2 separate regions of the Oryctolagus cuniculus genome follow, and region 1 is linked to region 2. The links are chromatin contacts, called in public Hi-C maps. All regions are on one chromosome and are shown on one strand. Each heading gives the region's core, a stretch centred on a gene start, on an enhancer-like site or on the middle of the called end of the contact. The rest is flanking DNA. Distances are from core to core; before and after follow the strand shown. Region 1 has its middle 560 kb from the start of PLCL1. Region 2 has its middle 63 kb from the start of C3H2orf69.

Evidence for each region. Hi-C and Micro-C count contacts between places; a contact is called where the count stands out from the background.
Region 1: a Hi-C map of an unstated tissue shows a contact between it and region 2, with 4 times the contacts expected there. The contact joins two enhancer-like sites. A contact is called at or near these places in 4 of 6 Hi-C or Micro-C datasets (ear pinna, embryonic fibroblasts, skin fibroblasts and 1 more).

What each region holds. Positions count from the first base shown.
Region 1 is chr3:41,916,518-41,920,622 of mOryCun1.1, reverse strand. No RefSeq gene overlaps it. Among named protein-coding and RNA genes, the nearest start is that of PLCL1, 560 kb to the left of the region's middle. Within about 2 kb of position 1,437, at least 1 of the 8 cell types and tissues checked has an H3K27ac peak or open chromatin away from gene starts, as enhancers often do.
Region 2 is chr3:40,285,727-40,289,592 of mOryCun1.1, reverse strand. No RefSeq gene overlaps it. Among named protein-coding and RNA genes, the nearest start is that of C3H2orf69, 63 kb to the right of the region's middle. Within about 2 kb of position 1,647, at least 3 of the 8 cell types and tissues checked have an H3K27ac peak or open chromatin away from gene starts, as enhancers often do.

The sequences.
Region 1 (4,105 bases), core at 188-2,687, 1.6 Mb before region 2:
ACACACACACACGTGAACGCACATGTAACATTAAATTTATTTGTTGAAGGCAATGGGTAGTGAATCTTTGTCCAGAAGGTTGAGGGGATAATTTGTGGCTGAAGACTTCTGAGAAAAAGAGGATATAAAACATAGCTGAAGCAATGAGGACTTTGCTTCAAGCTGAGGAAGAGCTAAGACATTTTTGCCCTGTAAACATTTGGCTTGTATTTGAGTGTATTAGTTTGCTAAGGTTGCCCTAACAAAACCACAGATTGGGTAACCTACACATCAGATTTTCTTGCAGTTCTGGAGGCTGAGTGTCTGAGAGCAAGGTGTCAGCAGGGCTGGTTTCTCCCAAGGCCTCTCTCATTGGCTTGCAGATGGTGGGCCAGCTCCTAGATGTGTCTTCACTGGTCTTTCCTCTGTGATACACACTCTTGGTCCGAAGTTCTTCCTCTTATCAGGATATCAGACAGATTGGATTAGGACCCATGGAAAGGCCTCATTTTAACTTGATCTCATCTTTAAAGGCCCCATCTCCAAATAAAGTCACATTCTGAGGCACATGTGTTACACCATCTGCCTATGGGTCGTGGAGAACACAACTCGGCAACTAACATCTTAGTGCTTGTTTGTGCAAGTTTGCTATGGAGGGGTAATGGTCTCCCTTCTGCCTGAATGTGTTTATAGACCAGCTTCCAATGAAGCAACCACCAGGCCGCACACACATCAGACACTCAGTATGCATTTGTTGAATGAGTGAATTTCTGCCTTGAAAGGCTGCACATTTCTGTCTGCTTAGGCTTGCCTGAAATCTTCAATTGCGTGACAGGTAGTAATTAACTGCTGAAAGAAAGGCATAAATACTTCCTTTTAAACATTGACATTATGTCCATCTGGTGAAAGAAAAGGATAGAGGCAAATAAAGAGAGTTCAGGAAATGCTAAAATTTCTTTGAAATAATTTCATTGAAAATTAACAAGTTGATTATTGTGAAAACAGATTCCAATTTACACATAATAGCCAATCATCTAGCTTTCCTGGCCTTTGATGAAACCCTTCCTACCTAGAGTGATCTGCGTTTTACCCCACCATAATGGTTATGGAGGGCTTCTTAGGTTAATTTGCCTTTCAGACTTCAACCGCTTGAAGATAATACGTTTAACTCAATTATAAGCAGGCATCTTGTTCACTGTGTGATTTCTTCTGGCCCCGCAGGCCCACCTCGATGCTTCTCCTGCTGTGCCCATCCCTCATTTCGGGAGCAATAACTGAGTTCTTTATAACTGGACAACCTGCCTAGGAGCTCCAGAGCTTGCGTGAGAGGTGAGTAGGGGCAGTCAGACACCAGGGACTCCTGTTCTGAGGAGTTGCTCTGCTGTGTCAGGAAGACTTTCTGGCTGCATGGAGACTGTGAGGTCTCTCTCATGGGCCAGCTGTAAGTGGCTGTTCTCCTGGGGCAGCTTCCAAGGACACTGGCACTGGGCAGCAGGCATGGGGCTCAGCTTGTCTAAGCTCCAAGGGCCTGGCTGGAGGCCCGGGGGTGGGGGGGTGGGGTGGGGGTGGAGAGAAGGACTGTCACTTCCGTCTCTACTATTACAGTGGTCCCTGCCTTGGAATATGTTTTTGTCTCTCTAAAGAGCTGGTGGATTGCCTATTGATTTTCTAACTCTTATATTTTTCACCAAGGGTATAGGCTAAAAGATTAGGCATTGAGTTGCCTTTAGATTTAAAAGGAACACTTTGTCCTGATGCCCCATCTTCAACTTTCTCCTAACCTTTCAAAAAAGATTGTTTCTTCCTCTTGTGTCTGGACTTCCCTTTTTCAGGCTACTGTGATAAAGTTCTTGATACTTTCTTTGTCAAAAGACTTTTTAAAAAATCCTTTATGTTGGCAGGGAATTAACTCATGAATAAATGGATAATAATAACGGCTGACATTTTTGGAGTGCTGACTATTTGGCAGGCACTGAGCTAAGGGATTTGCTTGCATTATCTCACTTGATCTTCTCAACAGCTTTATGATAAAGCCCACTTTACAAAGGAAGAAACTAAACCAGAGAGACAGAGAGAGAGAGAGAGAGAGAGAGAGAGAGAGTTAAGTAGCTTGCCCTAGGTCACAGAATTAGGAAGTAAAAGTATTTGACTCTCAAAGTACAGAGAAAGAAATTGGGTTCAGAGAAACACAAAGCACAAAGGTACAAGGTCAAAGAGGAGCCGGTGTTTATTACTTTCACTTGACAAAAGTATGTTAATAGCCTAATGCCCTGAGGGTAGCAGGAGGGGCTGAAGCTACCAACCTTGCCTGGTAGGAAATTCTGAGCCTAGTTCCGTGGTCCCCAGACCCTGCTGCACACTGGACCACTCCGAGGATCCGTCAATCCGTGTCTGTGTGTGTTAATGTCGGCCAGACCCGTGGAGGTTTGTACTTAGATACAGTTGTTCACATCGGTAGCGCAAGTCTGGGACGCCCCGGTGAGAGAGCAGAGCTGTGGTCTTCTGAATGTGAGCTGGAGACTGGCCCCTGTGGCTGAGATGCGATCGCCACGGGGATTTGCATGCTCCCTTTGCCATGTAAGGTCACCAGGGACCCTCCCATCTGTTTTGTCGCCTCACTTAGGTCTGGGCAACACTGTACTTTGGTTCACAGGGCCCAGGGAACGACTGGTGTTGAGGCTCCTTTTCTTCTGGGGCAGGCTGAGTGCCCCACTGCAGTTTACCTGGGTGTCTGAGGCCCCGCCTCCTCTGCCCCTGTTCCCTCACCGCCCTGCTCTGCTCCGTCCCTGGGCAAGCTTTTGTTCTCCTATTTTCACTTGTTTCTTTTTCTGCTCCCTTAAATTTTCTCCCATTTGCTGCTCTTCATCTGTCATTCATCTATCTCCCTGATTAAAATTTGACAAGCTTAGTCCTTAAAAATAAAAACAACTTTAAAAAAAAAAACAAAAAACAAAAGCCCACAAGTCATTTGTGCACTCATTTGATTAGGAAATTTACACCCATTCTGTCCTGCTCCTCTTTATAAAATTGTATTCCCTTCACTTGCGAAATTTCCTGTGCCCTGGTTGGGACCTGCTCACCTAATTATTTTTTAACCAGTACCTGTGGATGACCTAGTCTGCCCAAAGCACTGGCATTCCTCTTTCCATGGTAGCTTTTAAATCTCTACAAAGATACAGAATCCCTCTTGTGTGTTACCATTACTCCATTTGGTGTTTAACTGTACTAAACATATTGAAAGGGCAAAAGAGACATTACTATTTTGGTTATTTATCTGTTGCCGAATGTACATGAAAAGATGTAGCATTGCTGTCAGTGTTCAACAGCAGATAGTATTTCATGGCTAAAGAGACTTTCAAAGCAATTATGGCAATTCATTTGCATTTTACTAATTGTTGAATTTTTACTAATTTGGACAACGTTGGAAAAATATAATGGGGATTAAAAAGGGGAACTGTGAGGACATAGTTAGGGAATCAGAAATGCTAGGAGTCCTGGGAGAGTGCAGAATTAAATATGAGATGTCTTCCAAATAAAGGTCACCGATGGACCTGGAGAGACCAAACACAACAAAGGGACAGAGACACATTCATAGAACTATGGGTGGAGAAGCAATCCTTAGGACAAATCAGGTAGGTCACAACAGGTTTGGATTAAGATAAAATACCAGAAATTAAAGGTAAGAAAGGAGCCGGAAACTGTCAGAGGTTTCTCCTTAAAAAGTATATCAGCCAAAGGAAGAGAAACACAAGATTTAAGATGTCCCAATCGTAATTATGAAGGCAAAACATCACATTTATTAATAACAACTGTATCTGAACTCTCGGCTGAAGATTACTCATTCTTCAAATAATCAACTTTTCGGCAGTTTGATAAAAATAGAATGTAGGAATCACTTTATTTGTAGAGCCAGAAGATGGCACTATTGTCAATGTTTGTAGGAAACAACGCTGTGGGTCTTGTTTATCAAGCTGGTTTCTCTACTATTCAGTCCAACAAAATGTACTTAAAGGAGGATTATGTGTAGATTTTTGTTTTATGAGTTTTCTGTAAAATGCAACAAAGTATTCCAAACCAATTTGAAACTCAAGAGTGATAATAATACATAAGGTATTTTAGATCTATG
Region 2 (3,866 bases), core at 398-2,897:
GTATTTCATTCATGCTTTCATGTTCATTAGCCATAAGCATCATAACTTTGGAACCCAGGCAGCCATATGAAGAGATCGCTATTTCAATCACAGGAAACACCTACAGAATAAAATCCTCAGACAGACTCAATCTGGAAACCAAGTGTATGTGGCCACGCACACGTGAACATGTGAACATAGTAAGCACTGGAAAATCCCTGGCAAGTTACCGCCTGTACCCAATCACCTAAGTGAACCATCTTCATTCAAGTACGCTGTTCCATTTTAAGCATGTTCTTCCTCAGTTTCTCCCCGTTTCCAGGTGTTAAACTTTAAACCACACTTAATGAGGAAAGGAAAACAAGGGGGATGACGATGATTACTTAATATTAAAAATATTCTTAGGGAAAATATCTTATTATCTCCAGAGGCCAGGCCATGCCAAGGAAATCACAGGCACAAATAAAAGAGCCCCATGTGGGTGTTTAAATGACTATGGTTTGGCTAAGTTCCCCCTCTGTACTTTAACCTTCTATATCAGTGTAACATCTTTGCACAGGCCTCTGTGCCTCGAACTGAAAGATGGCACACACTATGGTATGGTTCTCAGTATGGCCCAAAACATGACTGATTCTTTTGTTCAAAATGAATTCATTGAACACGTTTTGGAGGTTGTTTTTGCCTCCTTTTCGAACTCTCAAACAGCATTTGTCGACTCATCCATCTGTCTATACCTCCAAGGACAGCGCGACCTAAGGAACGGAAACACCTCAAAATACTACGACAATGATTCCTTTCTAAGATCGGGTCATCATAATTTTGGACTCTTTAAAATCGCATAACTAAAACTGAGTGTGGCCTTCATGGGTTCACTCAGCAAACATTTGAGGAGGGATAATTCTGTGTTGGCAAACGTTCTCCATGTGGGGGATACTGCAGGGAAAGGTGTCCAAATAGGAGACAGTCTTTAGACTTAAAGACTTTAAGCAGAGAGAGCTCTGGTGCAAATAATGATGCTGTTGGTGAACTGAGCCACTGGCTTCTGTTCCCTGGGCCTCTCTGCCGGCCCAATCATTTGAACCTACAGCGAGTGCAGGGCCTCCTGGCCGGTTTCGGTTTGCACATTCAGGCAAGTTTGCACATTGTGGCCATCATGTCATCATTGAGAAGCCATATCAACGCAACCATTAGGTTCTTCTAGACATTAATAACGCTGTTGTAATAAAGCAGCTCAGACCGCTCTCGTTTCTATGTAAACAAAAAATTGCTTTACACAAGGGGTGTGGGCGTCTTCTGGTTTTCATTTGTTTTCAGTGTGTTTATGTAGCTTAATTGTCTCATCAGGCACTTTCCCAACATAATTATGCTTTTTAACAAATGGTGTTTATGGCAACCCCTAACAGTGCAAAAGAAAGGATTAGTTTCATCCTCTCGTTCCACATTCTGATTCCCTGTGGACAGCTAAATCACGCAAAGATGGTGTTAGGAAAATCTACCTTCACAGCAAATGCTGAAATGCACGGGAGTACCATCTGAGAAAGTGACCAAACGCAAGCCCCAGCCCCGTAACACTGGTTTCGGACAGGGAGCCCCAGTCCGCCTATCCCTGCTACCACCTTCTGAAGACTTCCGGTGCTCTCTAGCAAATCACAGCCCAGGAGGAACGCGCAGGGCCAGTGCGCAGCAAGGCGGCTCGCCACGGCTGGGCCACATCACCTGCTTCCCTGCCTCGGGCGCACGCACCCCGGGAGCACAGGCTCGCGGGAGGCGGGGATGCGTGCTCGCCACCAGCGTCCGCCGCCCGAACCCTCGGCCACTCGCGTCTCCCTCGTGGTGCGAAGTATCCCAGGGCCACGTGGACCCACGGCTAACCCCCGAGGCCCGCGGGGGCGAGCGGCGGCGGGTGGCGGGCGTGCGGGGCGAGCGCCAGAGGTACGGGCTCCGCGGCCTGCGAGCGAGGAGCGGCCGCCGGCAGCGCTGTCCCCCGTCGGGCTTTCGAGCCAAAGGCAGCGCCTGCTGGCCCGCACTTTGGAAAAGACACCGACCCGCGCGCGCGCCGAGGGGAAGCGGGACGGAGCGCGAGGCCGCCGAGCCGGAGTCGCCGCGCGGCAGCGGCGCGCAGCCCCCGCACGCAGCCCACGGCCGACTCCGCCTCCCGGGCGCGCTGGGGCGCGTCCAGCCCCGCGGCCTGGGCTCCTGACCCGGCGCCCCGGGCGCTGCCTGGTTGGCACAGTCGCCTTTTGCATGTTCTTCTCGAGCCTGGAACTCGGGGCAATTCTATCGTAAATGACTGGCTTTTAAAAAAAGCACCAGGATCTAATGATAGGGCTTCTACCCATTGATCGTACACCAACCAGCAGGGGGCTCTTCGCCGGTGCCGCTGGGAGGGACGCGCGCGCACACCCCTTTCCAGTAAATTCCCTGCTGAAACGCAGCTCGCCGGTGCTGAGACTAGGATGTGGACCTACCCCAGGACAAAAGCAGGGTTCGGGCAGAGCGGCTGAGAGCACTTATGAGGGTGTGAGCCAGGCCCACGCACTTCCTTTCTTTCTAGGCCGGTCAACCTTCAGAGTGCGTTTCTCTTCCAAAAAGCAATGCCTGTTTTTCTTGGCGTTTTTGTTTTTGTTTTTCTTCTTTTTTTTTTTAATGTAGCAAGGATTAAATGTCATCCATTCTGATCCAAAAGTGAAATAATCACTAAATAACTACTTTGACAGAATAAATTAATTTTTAAATCTTTTTTTTTAATTTTCTAATTATAATTTTTAAACACAGCTTTGAGGAAATTAACATTTATGTGGACATTTGGTTTCTAGCCTAATGTGGCATAAAAATAAGTAACATAATGAGTGTTAAAAAAAATCAGGTTCATGATGCTTCTCACATCATCATCATTGTACTTAGATGTCACAACAGTATTATGTGCGATTATGTCAGATCCAGCCTTCTCCATCTCCGAGTGTTGGCAGGTAGGAGGGTTGTTGGCAAGAGGAGGGGTGTTAACCTCAGGATCCTGGATCCGTTCCAAGGCTGGTAATTACATTCTGCCAGCCAAAATTCATCCCATAATTTTAATTGGATAAATCCTTTCTGGCCTAAGCTACTGCTATGCCTGTCAAACTGTTGCCACATTTCACCCCAGAGGTGTCTGTGTTTTAGTTGCAAGAATCAGTCCCTTTGAGGTTGGCTTATCAGTTTAAATCCTCAAAGTGCTTTGGGATCCTGTGCAATAAAGAATATATTTAGGCATTTTTTAATGCTAAATCCACATAGAAATGCATCAAATAGATAAATACCCATGTTGCTGCCTAAAGTCCCAAACCCTTCCAATGTCAGCATTCACCAGATCATCTTCAGAGCTTTTTAACCAGATTCACCTTTCTCCCTCTTTGCTTAGGAGTTTTTACTGCCTTTAGCGTTAGCTTCCAAAAGGACTGCGAAGTCCAAAGGTTCTTCCATGGTGGGACACAGAATTGAAGCCCGTGTTTCAGCTTTCCAAACAATGACGCGACTCTGGAAAATGAGACAGCGTGATAACATTACAACCAGCCTTAGCACGGCCCTGCAGAGGAGACGGTGTGACTCCCAGGCCTTCGGAATGACTCCAGCTGTAGAAGCTGTCGGAAGGAAACCTTGACCTTGTCTCCCAGTCTTCTCTGTGAGAGTCTCCCTCTGACAGGGCTACCAGGGTGTTAAGATAACATTTCTGCAAGGGTCCTTTTCTCCACCCTACTCACTTCCAACGGAAGGAGAGAAAACAGCGTGCCAGTGTTTTTTGTGGAGGGCAGCTCCACCCCTGCCGGCGGGCTGTAAGCATGTGTGTTTTGGAAAATACGAGGACGTCAGATCCAACAGGTCCCATGAGAAGTTTAGCAGTAAGACTGAAG